Linked DNA regions of Sus scrofa: all the other regions are linked to region 4. The links are chromatin contacts, called in public HiChIP or PLAC-seq maps. All regions are on one chromosome and are shown on one strand. Each heading gives the region's core, a stretch centred on a gene start, on an enhancer-like site or on the middle of the called end of the contact. The rest is flanking DNA. Distances are from core to core; before and after follow the strand shown. Region 1 holds the start of IKBKE (inhibitor of nuclear factor kappa-B kinase subunit epsilon). Region 2 overlaps RASSF5 (ras association domain-containing protein 5). Region 3 overlaps RASSF5 (ras association domain-containing protein 5). Region 4 has its middle 22 kb from the start of SRGAP2.

The links. HiChIP or PLAC-seq counts read pairs in DNA pulled down with a chosen protein or histone mark.
Region 1: a contact with region 4 is called in an H3K27ac HiChIP or PLAC-seq map of alveolar macrophages. The contact joins the promoter of IKBKE here to the enhancer-like site in region 4. A contact is called at or near these places in 3 of 5 promoter capture datasets (fetal liver, fetal skeletal muscle and liver), 14 of 47 Hi-C or Micro-C datasets (embryonic fibroblasts, fetal heart ventricle, fetal liver and 8 more) and 2 of 2 datasets of contacts at active chromatin or transcription factors (alveolar macrophages and skeletal muscle).
Region 2: a contact with region 4 is called in an H3K27ac HiChIP or PLAC-seq map of alveolar macrophages. The contact joins two enhancer-like sites. A contact is called at or near these places in 5 of 47 Hi-C or Micro-C datasets (embryonic fibroblasts, mesenteric adipose tissue, retroperitoneal adipose tissue and 1 more) and 1 of 2 datasets of contacts at active chromatin or transcription factors (alveolar macrophages).
Region 3: a contact with region 4 is called in an H3K27ac HiChIP or PLAC-seq map of alveolar macrophages. The contact joins two enhancer-like sites. A contact is called at or near these places in 1 of 5 promoter capture datasets (liver) and 1 of 2 datasets of contacts at active chromatin or transcription factors (alveolar macrophages).

The regions. Positions count from the first base shown.
Region 1 is chr9:67,121,375-67,124,772 of Sscrofa11.1, forward strand. IKBKE (inhibitor of nuclear factor kappa-B kinase subunit epsilon) reads left to right here and starts at 1,681. Exons shown (of 22, transcript XR_002335790.1): 1 at 1,681-2,127; 2 at 2,713-2,802.
Region 2 is chr9:67,219,145-67,222,179 of Sscrofa11.1, forward strand. The region is part of intron 2 of RASSF5 (ras association domain-containing protein 5); the gene reads left to right. Among named protein-coding and RNA genes, the nearest start is that of EIF2D, 41 kb to the right of the region's middle. Within about 2 kb of position 1,382, at least 19 of the 83 cell types and tissues checked have an H3K27ac peak or open chromatin away from gene starts, as enhancers often do. A contact at or near this core is called in alveolar macrophages, where this site is marked.
Region 3 is chr9:67,166,805-67,170,179 of Sscrofa11.1, forward strand. All of the region lies in intron 1 of RASSF5 (ras association domain-containing protein 5), which reads left to right. Among named protein-coding and RNA genes, the nearest start is that of RASSF5, 11 kb to the left of the region's middle. Within about 2 kb of position 1,742, at least 4 of the 83 cell types and tissues checked have an H3K27ac peak or open chromatin away from gene starts, as enhancers often do. A contact at or near this core is called in alveolar macrophages, where this site is marked.
Region 4 is chr9:66,813,911-66,817,409 of Sscrofa11.1, forward strand. No RefSeq gene overlaps it. Among named protein-coding and RNA genes, the nearest start is that of SRGAP2, 22 kb to the right of the region's middle. Within about 2 kb of position 1,826, at least 3 of the 83 cell types and tissues checked have an H3K27ac peak or open chromatin away from gene starts, as enhancers often do. A contact at or near this core is called in alveolar macrophages and embryonic fibroblasts, where this site is marked.

The DNA.
Region 1 (3,398 bases), core at 431-2,930, 310 kb after region 4:
AGCAGCACCCCCCCGCCCCAGCCATCCCCCTCTGCCAGGTTCACAGAGTCACTCCCTGCTGCAGTATAAACCTCATAACAGGAGTTCCCATCTTGGTGCAGTGGTTAATGAATCCAACTAGGAACCATGAGGTTGCAGGTTCGATCCCTGGCCTTGCTCAGTGGGTTAGGGATCCAGCGTTGCCGTGAGCTGTGGTGCAGTTTGCAGATGCGGCTTGGATCCCGCGTTGCTGTGGCTGTGGTATAGGCCGGTGGCTACAGCTCTGATTGGACCCCTAGCCTGGGAACCTCCTTATGCCGTGGGAGCAGCCCTAGAAAAGGCAAAAAGACAATAAATAAATAAATAAACAAATAAACAAACCTCATAACATTCACCATGCTGTCCTGAACAGCTCTGGGGGGTGCCTAGGTCTCCCCTTTGTGTCCTTAGCACACAGTGCCTGCTTCCTAGTAAATGCTAGACACACAGGCTCATCGCCTTTGAGGGTGCCTGAGGCCCTAGGAAGGGGATCAGGCTTGCTGCAGAGAGCGCTGAGGCATAGGGGGTGCTGGTGAGCCCTGGGCAGTTTCATGGGGGGTGGGGAATGAGTAGAGCTTTAGCGATAGGGTAGGTTAGGTTGCACAATTCAGTGGCTTAAAACAACAAAGGTTGATGTCTCACCAAAGCAACGTGTCCCCTGTGGGCCAGCAGACGGGTTCTGCTCGACAGGCACTCAAGGACTGGGACCGAGAGGGAAGTCACAACGTCTACCAGAATCACACTGTCTGTGGTGGGAGTGTCTTGCATCAGCAATTAAATGCTTTGGTTAAGAAATCACATGGCCCCGCTGAATCAGAGGGTGCCAAGGAAGTGCAGCTCGATCGTACACCAGGCAAGGGGGAAGCTGGGAAGCCCATTGAAGTACAGGCCTGAAGGATGCTCCTTCTCCTGGGCCTGCTGGGAGAGCAGCTCTGGCTGCCGGAGGGGGTGTGGTTTATCAGCCAGTGCCGGATCCGCAAATGTGAGCACAAGGCCGTTCTCAACTGGGCTCCCGTTCTGGTGTCACTGTGCTAGGGGTGGGGCTGCCGGAGGAAACCACCAGGTGTGGCCATGGGAAAGTCCCTCCGACTTTCTATTGAAACATGGAATTTCCTGGCTTTAACCACTTCTTATCCAGCTGCCATCTCGGAGCTGACCAGAGCGGGACTGACGGACTTCCAGCCTCCGAGGACACCTGGTTTGGGGCATTGAGTCCCACTGGGAAGCTGGCACACCTGGGTGCCAGCCCCAGCCATCTCTGATGATCACGGGAAAACTGCTGCAGGTGTGTGAGCCTCCATGCCCATCTGTAAAGCTCTTTCCAGGTGCCCGTGCATTTCCAAATATACTGTCCCGTGTCACCCACATGAGCAATAGAGTCAACATTACCACCCTCATGCCTTGGATGAGAAAAAACTATCTGGCAGGGGTCGTGTGCTGTGCTCAAGGCCACACTGGAAGCATGGCCCGGGTTCCAGTGCTTGCTCTCAGACCTCTGCAGGCTCACTGGGAAGATGAGCCAGAGCCAGGTTCTCCTAGAAGTGGCTGCTCATTGGCTCTGAACCTCCCTGGGGCTCCTGGGGGTGTGGGAAGTTGGTTTTCCCAGGCTGCTCTGCACTTGGATAACTGGCCCAACCTGCTCTGTAGAGTCCAGGCTGAACGCTACACTTCCCTGCTCGGGTGAACCACAGGAGATACAGAAATAGCACCCCGCAGCCCACCACAGCCACTCAGCCTCAGTTCCCAGCCTCTTTGTGGTTCACGCCCTGGTCCTATGGCCTCCACTTGGGAACTCAGAGCATCCTCTTTCTCCTTCCTGCCGGGGGTGGCGGCAGCCCAGCTGCCTCTGTCTCTTTAAGAGAGAGAAAGAACGAAATCAGGAAGTGTGAGAGAGCTGAAAGCCGGCGGGCAGGGAGCTGAGCCAGTGCTGGCCTTTGCTCCCAGCTCCCCTAGCTCCCCGGAGTGGCACCGAGCCACTTCAACTTCAGATCCCCAGGGTTGGTGGCCACCAGGATGTAATGAGTGCTGCCTATGAATGACAAAAAGCCCTGACATCTCTGCGGGCGCCACGCAGTCCCACAAGCCTGCATGCCCCACAGCCGAGATGGGGTGAGTGTGCTGAGTCCACTGGGGGGGGGGGTTGAATGAGGGAGCCTGGGGGGCCAGGCAGCTCAGGGTCAGCACTTAGCAGAGTGTCGGGGTGCTGGCCCTGTCAGCCCAGGCTCATGGCCCTCCCTCCATCTCTCTGCGGCTGCTGCCCCTCCCCCCAGAGATGCCCTGTGCTCCATCTCCGGTGGGTACCCAGACTGCTTAGAGGCCCATGGCGGGAGGCGGGGGGGTAGGTGCGTGGAAGAGTGCTGCTACCACCTACGGTGCTCCTTTCCCAGGCTCGGCTTCCCAACACCTGAAGCCAGCAATCAGCTCTGCCTCCGTACTTTTCTTCTGCTTCTGGCGCCTGCCCTCAACAATCCTGGGGGCCTTCTCACTGGCCCAGGTCTGGGAGGCGGGGGTGGGAGTGGCCAGGAGAATCTCCTAGAGCTGGCGAGTTGGGCTGGAAACCCCCAGCTCTGTAGGGGAGGGTGACAAACAGGAAAGGGTTAAAGGGCTGGGGCCGCAGGGGGCGCCTTTGATGGAGGCTGAGAATCACACAGCACCCAGGGGTGCCTCTCATCCGCCCTCTTCTTTCCGGTGTAGCTCAGCTCCTGGACTTGCCACAGACAGAAAACATAACACACACTCGCCCAGGAGAGTCTTTGCCTGATCCAGGACTGCTCAGAGCACGGGGTAAGTGCTTCTGGCCACAGTAGAGCCTGGAGGAGGAGGAAGAGGGCAAGGAAGGTGGGTGGGGCGGCAGGCTCAGGGCTCCACCACCCACCCTCATTCATTTGAATACCCCTGGAGGACAGTGAGAGCCCTTGCAGCACAATGGCTGCGGGGCTGGCGTCAGAGAGCACGCACAGCTGATCAGCTGCACTGTCCATCAGCTCCCAAGCACAGCCCCAGCAGGGCCAGGAGCAGAGCCCAGGGCGTGCTACCCTGTCCAGGGCTCTGCCCTCTGTGCCACACTGCCCATGCCTCAGAGCTTCAGCTATGCATCTGCCCCAGTGCAGCCCTGGGGAGGGTTTTGAAGGTGGTGACCTCTCCTCTGGCTGGGCCCTAGGCCTTGATTTCAGGATGTTCTACCTGATTTTACACTGCCAGGCCCCACTGGCTAAATCCTCCCCAGCCTTCGAGGGGAAAACCTCACCAGTTCATTCCTGCAGAGAGTTTCCCAGCCCCTCAGGTGCTTCTGTAAAATGCAAACACTAATCTATCTTCTGAAATTGGAATTGACCTCTGATCTCTTGAAGTGACCTCTGGCTCGAGTTGACCTTCTAAGA
Region 2 (3,035 bases), core at 132-2,631, 400 kb after region 4:
CTAGCTGTAGAGGTTTCTATCACCTTGATGAAGCAGGGCGGGGCCTGAACCTGGCTGCGTAGCTCCAAGGCCACAGAAGTCTCCCAGCCTTCTGTGTGGGGCTCCTGCTACACCAGATGACCTGCTTCTGCCTGTAGACTGAGATGGCCATGGGAAAAATCAAGGGACACTGTACCCAGGCTCCAGAACATGCTGACAGCCCAGAGAGTCCACTAGCATGACACCCATACACATGGAGCTGGGCCGGGCAGCCTGGAAAGCCTCTGAGGCTCAGCCCCGGCTTACAACATCCTTGTTCCAGTGTCCACAGCAAATGTGTCTCTGTCTTCGCTCCTCACATAACCTGTGGGCTCCAAGGACAGGGACCACACCCCATCAATTTCATGTCCCAAGGTGCCTTTCCCAGTCCTCACCTCATAGTCAGTTCATTCAGTTACTGTTGGCTGACTCTCTGCATTGACCATCTGCTGTATATTTTTGTCTTTGGGGACGTCAGTCTCTTTCCAGTTTCTCAAATGTCCCCTCCCCTTTTGTCCCTGCTCCTCCCCTATCTCCCCCCAAAGCAGCTCAGATGCCACATAGCTCTGCTTGTCTGGATGGCTGCATGCTTCCATCTTTCCTCTGCTGGGAATAACCTAGCAAAGAATACAGGTTAGGAGTTTCTGATTCGTTTATTTCGGGACATTGGACAGCTCCATGGAGGACTGTCTGGGAATCAACACCTTCAGTGCCATGGGCACAGCTGGGTAAGCCATTCCAGAACACGGCCCCATCGGGACCAGGAGGCGTCCCTGGGATGAAGCCCCTTGGGGCTTCCTCTTTCCCATTTGGTTGAGACCATCACAGAGGGGCCAGTGAGCCTTGTGCTCTGGGCATCGAGCAGGGAGTTCTGAACCCAGCCCAGATGGACAGTGCCTGCCCCTTCCCTTCGGGGGCCCTTAGTTAGGACAGGCCCAACAGAAATGCAGGGGGCTTGGGGTCAGCCCAGCCACTGGGCAGCAGGATGGCACGGAAGGCACCTGCAGGTGGTCATTGTCTTGCAGCCGATGCCTGGGGCCTTCCTCCCTGACCGAGGCCTGGAGATGGTTTCCACCCAACGGGCAGGAGAATTGCTGCTGACAGATTTGCTAAGAGCTAAGAAAGAGGAAATGTGGCAAAGGCTCACGGTGACTGGCTTCCGGGGTCGTTTTTGTTTTGTTTTCTTAAACTGTTTGAGCTCAATAGATGTGGACCTACTCGAGCTTGGTGAACGTGAGGTCTGGCAGACGAGTTCAGAAAGCCAGCAGCAAGTAAAAAGAAAAGTCAAATTATAGAGAAACGTGCAAAATGGTCTTAGTGTGTTTTAGGCCAGTCATCACTGCTGCAGTTCAGCCCAGCCCAGCGCCCAGCTCTCCTCCGAGAGGCCCCCTCCCCACACCCAGTTCTCTGAAACAGAAGAGGAAGCAGGAGTTCCCATCGTGGCGCAGTGGTTAACAAATCCGACTAGGAACCATGAGGTTGTGGGTTCGATCCCTGGCCTCACTCAGTGGGTTAAGGATCCGGCATTGCTGTGAGCTGTGGTGTAGGTCGCAGGCGTGGCTTGGCTCTGGCATTGCTGTGGCTGTGGTGTAGGCCAGTGGCTATAGCTCCGATTAGACCCCTAGCCTGGGAACCTCCATATGCCACGGGTGTGGTCCTAAAAAGACAAAAGACAAAAAAAACAAACAAAAAAACAGAAGAGGAAGCAGTGAGGAAGGAAACTACCCTATCCTATCTTCTGTGTAAAACCATAGAGCTGCAGAGGGCCTTCGGCCTTCTCTGGTCTGGCTTCATGATTTCACAGATGAGGAAACTGAGGCCCTGAGATGGGAAGTGACTCACCAGAGGTCACAGGTCATTTGATGGTCTTGTGTTCATTCTCACCAAGAAACTGCAAAGAGCTTAGCCAGGGAGTTGGCTTCCAGCCAAAGCCTACAGCCCCACACAGCCAGCAGCTTCTCAGTGGCCGCCCCTTGGGGTACAGGTCAGTGTGAGGTGCCCTTGGACCTGACTGGTGCCCATGCCAGGCTCTGGGCTGAGAATCACCCAAGCTGGTCTGCCCTTTCCCTGCCACCCAATCAACAGTTTTTTTGTTTTTGTTTTTGTTTTGGTCTTTTTAGGGCTGTGCCCGCAGCATATGAAGGTTCCCAGGCTAGGGGTTGAATCGTATCGCCGCTGGCTTACACCACAGCCACAGCCATGCCAGATCTGAGCCTTGTCTGCAGTCGACACCACAGCTCACAGCAACGCCAGATCCTTAACCCACTGAGCAAGGCCAGGGATTGAACCCGCAACCTCATGGTTCCTAGTCAGATCTGTTCCCACTGCCCCAGGACGGGAACTCCTCAATCAGCAGGCATTTATCTGACACATCCTTGCAGGTCAACCCAGTACTCACACAGCCCCGCAGGGAGTGCAAAGGAAGCGCAATCATCAGATATCACGCATGACTCCCCTCCAGGGAGCGTCTTATTGGGGAGATGGAATTAACACATGTGAAACAATAATTAAAACAATAAAAGGCAGTGTATAATTAGATGCTAAATGTAGCTGTTCAGGCTGTGAAGACACCTCCATAGGCCCTTGAAAGCATGGAGGTAACTAATGTTAGTAGGAGCTGCAGAGGTCCATGGCCTGTGGGAGTTTGCAGGAATCTGAGGCTTTGGGGTCATGGGGCTTTCGTTTGGGAGTGAGTCCCTGGGCCAGTGAGTGAGTCTGGCTGCCCACCTGCATCCTTCCTTGGCCAGCTTGTTGTCTCCTCCTTGGGGAAGGGAGGAGAGAAAGCAGAACTCCAATGAAGCCATAAAGCCTTTGTCTATTTGTGAAAATTATCTATTAAGAGGTAGCAAAATGGTGCAGCGGAAAAGTATCCATTCAGTGAGAGTGAAGTTAGGAGTTCCTGTTGTGGCTCAACACTAGTGAACCCGACTACTATCCATGAGGGCGTGGGTTCAATCCCTGGCCTTGCTCAGTGGGTTCAGGATCTGGCATTGCCATGAGCTGTGGTATAGGTTGTA
Region 3 (3,375 bases), core at 492-2,991, 350 kb after region 4:
TCCAACATAACCTTTTGCCCTATGAGCTAATGCCATTGAACAGGCAAGGTGGCACAGTTTCCTCATTCATCTGCCTGCCTTCTGCCAATGAATGCTGCAAAGTCCAGGAGTTCTCTTACACAAAGGGGGTTTTAAAGATCTGGCATTGTCACTGCAGCAGCTTGGGCCACTGCTGTGGCGTGGGTTCATTCCCTGGCCTGGGAACTTCCACATGCCCTGGGCATGGCCAAAAAAAAAAAAGGAGAGAGAAGAAAAGAGCCAGAGGTTGGGTAAGCCACTTGTTGCAAGCTAGAGGATCCAGTATTGCCTGGATCCTTGAGGTCAGCCTGTTTTTAGAGTTTACTTTCTTCTTCTTCTTCTTTTTTTTTTTTTTTTTTTTTTTTTTTTTGGCTTTTTAGGGCTGCCCCTGTGGCATATGGAAGTTCCCAAGCTAAGGGTCCGATTGAAGCTGTAGCTGCTGGCCTATACCACAGCCACAGCAATGTGGGATCTGAGCCGCGTCTGCAACCTACACCACAGCTCACAGCAACGCTGGATCGTTAACCCACTAATAAAGGCCAGGGATTGAACCCACGTCCTCATGAATACTAATCAGATTGGTTTCCACTGCGCCACAACAGGAGCTCCTAGTGTTCAGTTTCTAAATAGATTTTCAGCATGTGTAAATAAGGAGGTCTCTAAACAAAAGATGAGGCTTTTCTAAATCCCAAAATAAAAGAAACGGGCATGTCTCTCCCCATGCCACCCCACTGGTATTAGGTGTGTGTAGGGGAGTGGGCGTGGACATGCAGATTCAAGATCTTTTCCTGACCCAGGCTCAGAGTTGATGACACAAGACCTGACCAAAGAGAAGTTAGGTTATGCCTCAGAGGGGACAGCTGTAGGGAGAAGAGTTGGATCAAGATTGGAAAATAGCAGGAAGCCAAAAAAAAAAAAAAAAGACTGGAAAATAAACAGCTTTGCACAACAGACCTCCAGCTTTGTCCCAGGCAGTGGTGTGGCTGTGTGGGGAACAGCAAATCTGGGGAAAGCCCCCCAGTTCCACCGCAGCTCTGACTGTGTGTCTCCAGGTCAAGCTCCTATTCGAGTATTGTCACTTAGTTTCCTTGCTGACCTGGAGGAAGCTGTTCTTTTCCATCCAAGTTGAATGGAAGCTGGAGGTTTTGTGGTTTCTGTTGAAATAATTATGTCCTTTCTGCAACCCAGGAAAGTATTAAAAATCCAAAAAAAAAAAAAAACCCTCCGAGATGCTTTATTATTTAAATGGAGCAAAAGATTCCAGCTGTAACTTGAGAATTTTTAGGAGAAAAGGTGAGCATACAGTATGTACATGTCTGTTCTGGGGATACATGTTTTAAAGAGCCTTCTAGAAGGATCTTTATATGACTCACGTATTTCAAGGTGAGCATCTGTTGTAACCCCAGCGTGTGAGATAGTGAAGCCTGTTCCTTCAAATTATGTTGGCCTTGACTGGACTCTATCTTCAGCAAGGAGGTCATAGGGTCAAGGCATAGACGGTGGGGCAGCAGGAGCTCATTGTGTTCCTCCTAAAATATCCCTGCAGTAGAAACTCTATCCAAGTTTTCAAAAGGACAGGAGTGAAGATTCTAGAACTTGCCAAAGCCCCATCGAGTTTCTTGGCCAGTTCTTTCCAGCTGGCTTCCCCCATGGCTTAAACTGTCCAAAAAACCGTCTCTGTGATGAGGAAAAGGAGAAGTGAGACCAGTACATCCTCGAGCCCGAGTGGGGGCATTCAGGAGGGATTTTCCCCCATTACCCATGACTCATGATGTAAAATTCCCCCGGCATGTGCATGTCCTCTCGTCTGAGCCTGGGAGCGGGAATGCCGCCCTTGCCCGTGCCCGGCCAGGAGGGAGTCCCGGGGCCCTCGTGGAGATCTTTTGTCCCGGTGGGGCAAGGGACCTGGGCTCCCAACCATGTATGATGCCCCCGGTGTCACTGCAGGATGTGACCTAACTCAGTGGGCCTCGTCTGTGCAGAGCTGCTTAGTAAACTAGAGGGTCAAAAAAAGACCTTTGGCGGAAGTTCCTGTTGTGGCTCAGTGATAATGAGTCTGACTAGGAACCAGGAGGATGCGGGTTCGATCCCTGAGGTCGCTCAGTGAATTAAGGATCTGGCGTTGCTGTGAGCCGTGCTATAGGTCAAAGACACAGCTGGGATCTGGTGTTGCTGTGGCTGTGGCGTAGGCCAGCAGCTGTAGCTCCGATTCTACCCCTAGCCTGGGAACTTCCATATGCCGCAGGTGCAGCCCTAAAAAGCAAAACGCCACCAACAAAAAACCACCATTGGCACCACCCCTCCCCCAGGAAGCATTAGGGAGAAAGAGCCAATGTCGCAGCCTGAGGAAGGGAGCATTTGGGGGCATTTCTATATGAAATAGATGACTTGTAAATAATGGGCTTTATTGTTGCTGCATGGAGTACCGGGGGCCTCAGCAGTGAGGGGTGATCTAGATGGGTCCTCCAGGACAGAGTTCCTTTGAGGGGGCAATGATAGGGGACCCGACCTGGAGTGTCAGGGGCAGCTTGGGTTTGTTCTACCATTTTCTCTCTGTGACCCGAGGCCCTGGACTCTGGGCTAGGATGCCATGCAGTGTTCTCTGTGCACTCGGCCTTTGTGGTACCTTTCCCTGGGTTCAGGAACAGTGCCCCTCCTTCCTCTAAAGCTGGCCCCCATGGGCGGTTGGTGGATGAGTTCTAGAACCTCTGGGCAGTGTGGGGGCAGGTGTCCCTCTCCAGTGGCTTTCGTGGAAGGCTCTGCTGCCTATCTACTGCCAGTCACCCTCTTGGCCTGGGTGACAGGGCCTCCCGGAATGCCCCCACCAGGACTCGGTTGCTTCTGGAAGTCACTGTTGAGGGGACACCCTGTAAGCCCCATTTTAGGGCAAGAGAACAATATTTCTACCTCCTTCATGAGTGACTCTTCTTCTTACTATATTTTTTTTTTTTTTTTTTTTTTGTCTTTTTGCTTTTTCTTGAGCCGCTCCCACAGCATATGGAGGTTCCCAGGCTAGGGGTCCAATTGGAGCTGTAGCTACCGGCCTACGCCAGAGCCACAGCAATGCGGAATCCGAGCCGCGTCTGTGACCTATATACCACAGTTCACGGCAACGCCGGATCCTTAACCCACTGAGCAAGTGCAGGGATCGAACCCACAACCTCATGGTTCCTAGTCGGATTCGTTAACCACTGAGCCACAATGGGAACTCCTGTTCTTTTCTTCTTTTCTCACTCTTCCTCCTGTGCTTGTCGCCTCTTCACTGCTCAGTTCTCTGTTCTCAGATGAATGGTCTGATCCTCTTAAGGCAACACCACTTCCTATGGGTCCGGGCGGCTGAAAGCTCTTCCCCGACCC
Region 4 (3,499 bases), core at 576-3,075:
GGCAACAACGGATCCTCAACCCACTGATCAAGGCCAGGGATTGAACCCACAACCTCATGGTTCCTAGTCGGATTCATTAACTACTGAGCCACAACGGGAACTCCTAGCTTACCTATTTCGTTAACTTCCAGGAGGCTCCTTTGAGCAATAATTCATTAAATAGTCATAGGACTTTTCAAGAAGTCTCATCTTCAATTATAAAAACAGAGGAAAACATTAGAAAGTACAGCAAAGCTAAGAATTTCAGGGACAAAGGGATTCACAGCCAATTCTTACCCCGAATCCGTACATGGAGATAAAGGTTAGTAGTCCTTGTGGATTTAAGCCAATGCAGTGTATAAAATAAATTCAACAGTCTATACTTATTTGCTAGCCGATTGTGCCCCCGTTGGTCATCAGCCTTAGCATCAGTCAAACACTTATTCTTTATTCCTTACCAATCATTGATATTTAATTGCCGTTATGGGTTGGATTGCATCTTCCCAAATATTTATTTATTTATTTATTTAACCCCCAGTACCTCAGAATGTGAACTGATTTGGAGAAAGGGTCTTCACAGAGGTAATCAAATTAAAAAGAGACCATCAGGGTAGGCCCTCATCCAGTACAACTGGTGTCCTTATAAAAAGGGGAAATTTGGGAGTTCCCGTCGTGGCACAGTGGTTAACGAATCCGACTAGGAACCATGAGGTTGCGAGTTCGGTCCCTGCCCTTGCTCAGTGGGTTAAGGATCCGGCGTTGCCGTGAGCTGTGGTGTAGGTCGCAGACGCGGCTCGGATTCCGAGTTGCTGTGGCTCTGGTGTAGGCCGGCGGCTACAGCTCTGATTAGACCCCCTAGCCTGGGAACCTCCATATGCCGCGGGAGCGGCCCAAGAAATGGCAAAAAGACAAAAAAGGGGGGGGGGGGAATTTGGAGACAGACAGAGAGAAAGGAAGAACACCCGTGAAGATGGAAGACAGCTATACAGAGGCCTGAAACTGATCCTCCTCTTTTTTTTCTTTTTTTCATTTTAAAAAACATCAGTGAAGCAGAGTTGATTTACAATGTTGTGATAATTTCTGCTGTACAGCAGAGTGATTCAGTTATGCATATACACACATCCAATCTTTTTCAGATTCTTTTCCCATATAGGCTCTCACAGAATATTGACTAGACATCCCTGTGCAAGCTGATCTTTCTCTCACAGCCCTCAGAAAGAACCAACCCTCCCAACATCCTGATTTTGGGCTTCTAGCCTCCCAAACTGTGAGATAATAAGCATATGTTGTTTAAGCCACCCAGATGTGGTGCTTTGTTAGAGCAGACCTAGCAAACTAATACCATTGCCTCTGACAAATGAATAAGAATCTCTCCGCACAAATGAAATTAATCCATAGGCTGCTAGACTTGGAAAGGATCTCAGAAGACCAATTGCTCAACCCCCCTGTTTTGAAATAAGATGTCTAAGGTCGCTCAGCCAGTTGGTGACTCAGTCACCCTTTTAGCTCAGCCTTCCGTCCTTTCTTCTCATAGTCTGCTGGATAGTTCAGAGATGGTGGCAAAATCAGTCTATGGTGATGCTTAGATCCAAAACTTTGTCGGAAAGAATTTCCTTGGGACCACATGCAAGCATAGGCCCTTTCTAAGTATTTGCTGCTGGAAGCACCTGTTAATAGGAGAATTAATTGCCAGCAGGCTGCCAGCCAGAAGATTGATACCCAGTGGAACAGTGAGACAGGTATGGCTGGGCTGATAGGATCCATCATCTCTCCAGACAGGCCCTTGTTTGGGGTAAAGGTCTGCCTGGGGGATGGAGGGCTGCCCCCATCCGCTGAGGATGATTCACCAGCGTGACTTCATCATCTGTGGGTCAGAAGCTAGGGTCATGGGAGTTCCCATTATGGCTTAGCAGGTTATGAACCCCACTAGTATCCATGAGGATCCAGGTTCGATTCCTGGCCTCAATCGGTGGGTTAAAGATCTGGCGTTGCTGTGAGCTGCTGTTGTGTAGGTTGCAGGTGCAGCTTGGATTTGCTGTTGCCGTGGCTGTGTTGCAGGCCAACAGCTGCAGCTCCAATTTGACCCCTAGCCTGGGAACTTCCATATGCTGCAGGTGTGGCCCTACAAAGCAGAAAAGAAAAAAAAAGAAGCAGTTCAGGTTCATGTGCCTGGGGTGGGGGCTGGGGAAACAGAGCCTGAGTAATGCTTCATAGTGGGTGTGGAGACTTGTTCTAATAGTAAGCACGCTATTGATTAAAGTACCTGACATAAGTAATTGCTGGAGCTCCCAAACCAGCCATCACCTAGGATTATAGAGATCCAATCTAATATGAGACAGAAAGCCCAGTTTCAACTCTACAGCAGAAGCCTTTGAAAAGAGTCCAGGAGTAATTGGCATTTAATCAATGCAATCATTCTCCCAGCACATGGCTTCTGCAGCTTTAGGCCTCCTTGCAACCACTGAACTGCAAAAGGGTGAATATGTCCATTTCATTTCACCACCAACATTTGATTCACAGTCCTAGACAAGGGCTAAATGGAAATACATTCACATTTTTATATTTGAGAAACACAAGTTCACTGTCAGTAAGAATTCAGTCTCAAATTAACGACGGTATAAACAGCGATGGGTATTTTCCCTTTACAGAGGCCTGATCAGCATTAATTTTTTGACAGACAGGAGAGAAAAAGCTGCGGCAGGCTGCTAAGCATTTGCTTTTCATTTACTCTTCTCCAAACCTTCCATGAAACATGGGGAAGGGTATGACGGCTCTTCTTTCCCTGAGATCTGGAAGAACATATACCCCTTGTAACTAGGGGACAAATAAATATTGATTTTGCCTTTGGTTTTTCTTCATAAAGTGTTATCATCAGGCATCAAATTGGATATTTAAAGGAGAATATACTTCTCTTGGAACAGCGATGCTATACCCTCCCTCCTTTTCCTGGTGGGGTTCATAGTGTTCACTCATCCTATAGACAGCAACCAGAAAAGAGAGAAGGCCCAACTTTCAGCATCTCACAAGTCTTTCATGTACGGTCTGTAAGAGGAAGTGGGGAGGGAAAAAGAAGTATTCTTGAACTCAAAGACCCATAAATGGGTACTTAGATTTGTTTGTTTGTTTACGGCCGCACCCGAAGCACATAGAAGTTCCCAGACAAAGGGTTGAATCAGAGCTGCATCTGTGACCTATACCACAGCTCACAGCAACACCAGATCCTTAACCCAATGAGGGAGGCCAGGAATCAAACCCGAGTCCTCCTGGATGCTAGTCAGGTTCATTACCGTTGAGCCACAATGGGAACTCTGGAGTTAGATCTATTCTTTTTTTGGGGGGGGGGTCTTTTTATGGCAGCACCCTTATGGAGGTTCCCAGGCTGGGGGTTGAATTGGAGGTGTAGCTGCCAGCCTGTTATCTGCAACTGAACTCTCACTGATACAGAAAGCAACCAGAGACCAAATAGCAGACTGCTGCAGTAGGCCCTGGAGTAGAGGAAGATGTGGGGTGTATTTGAAAG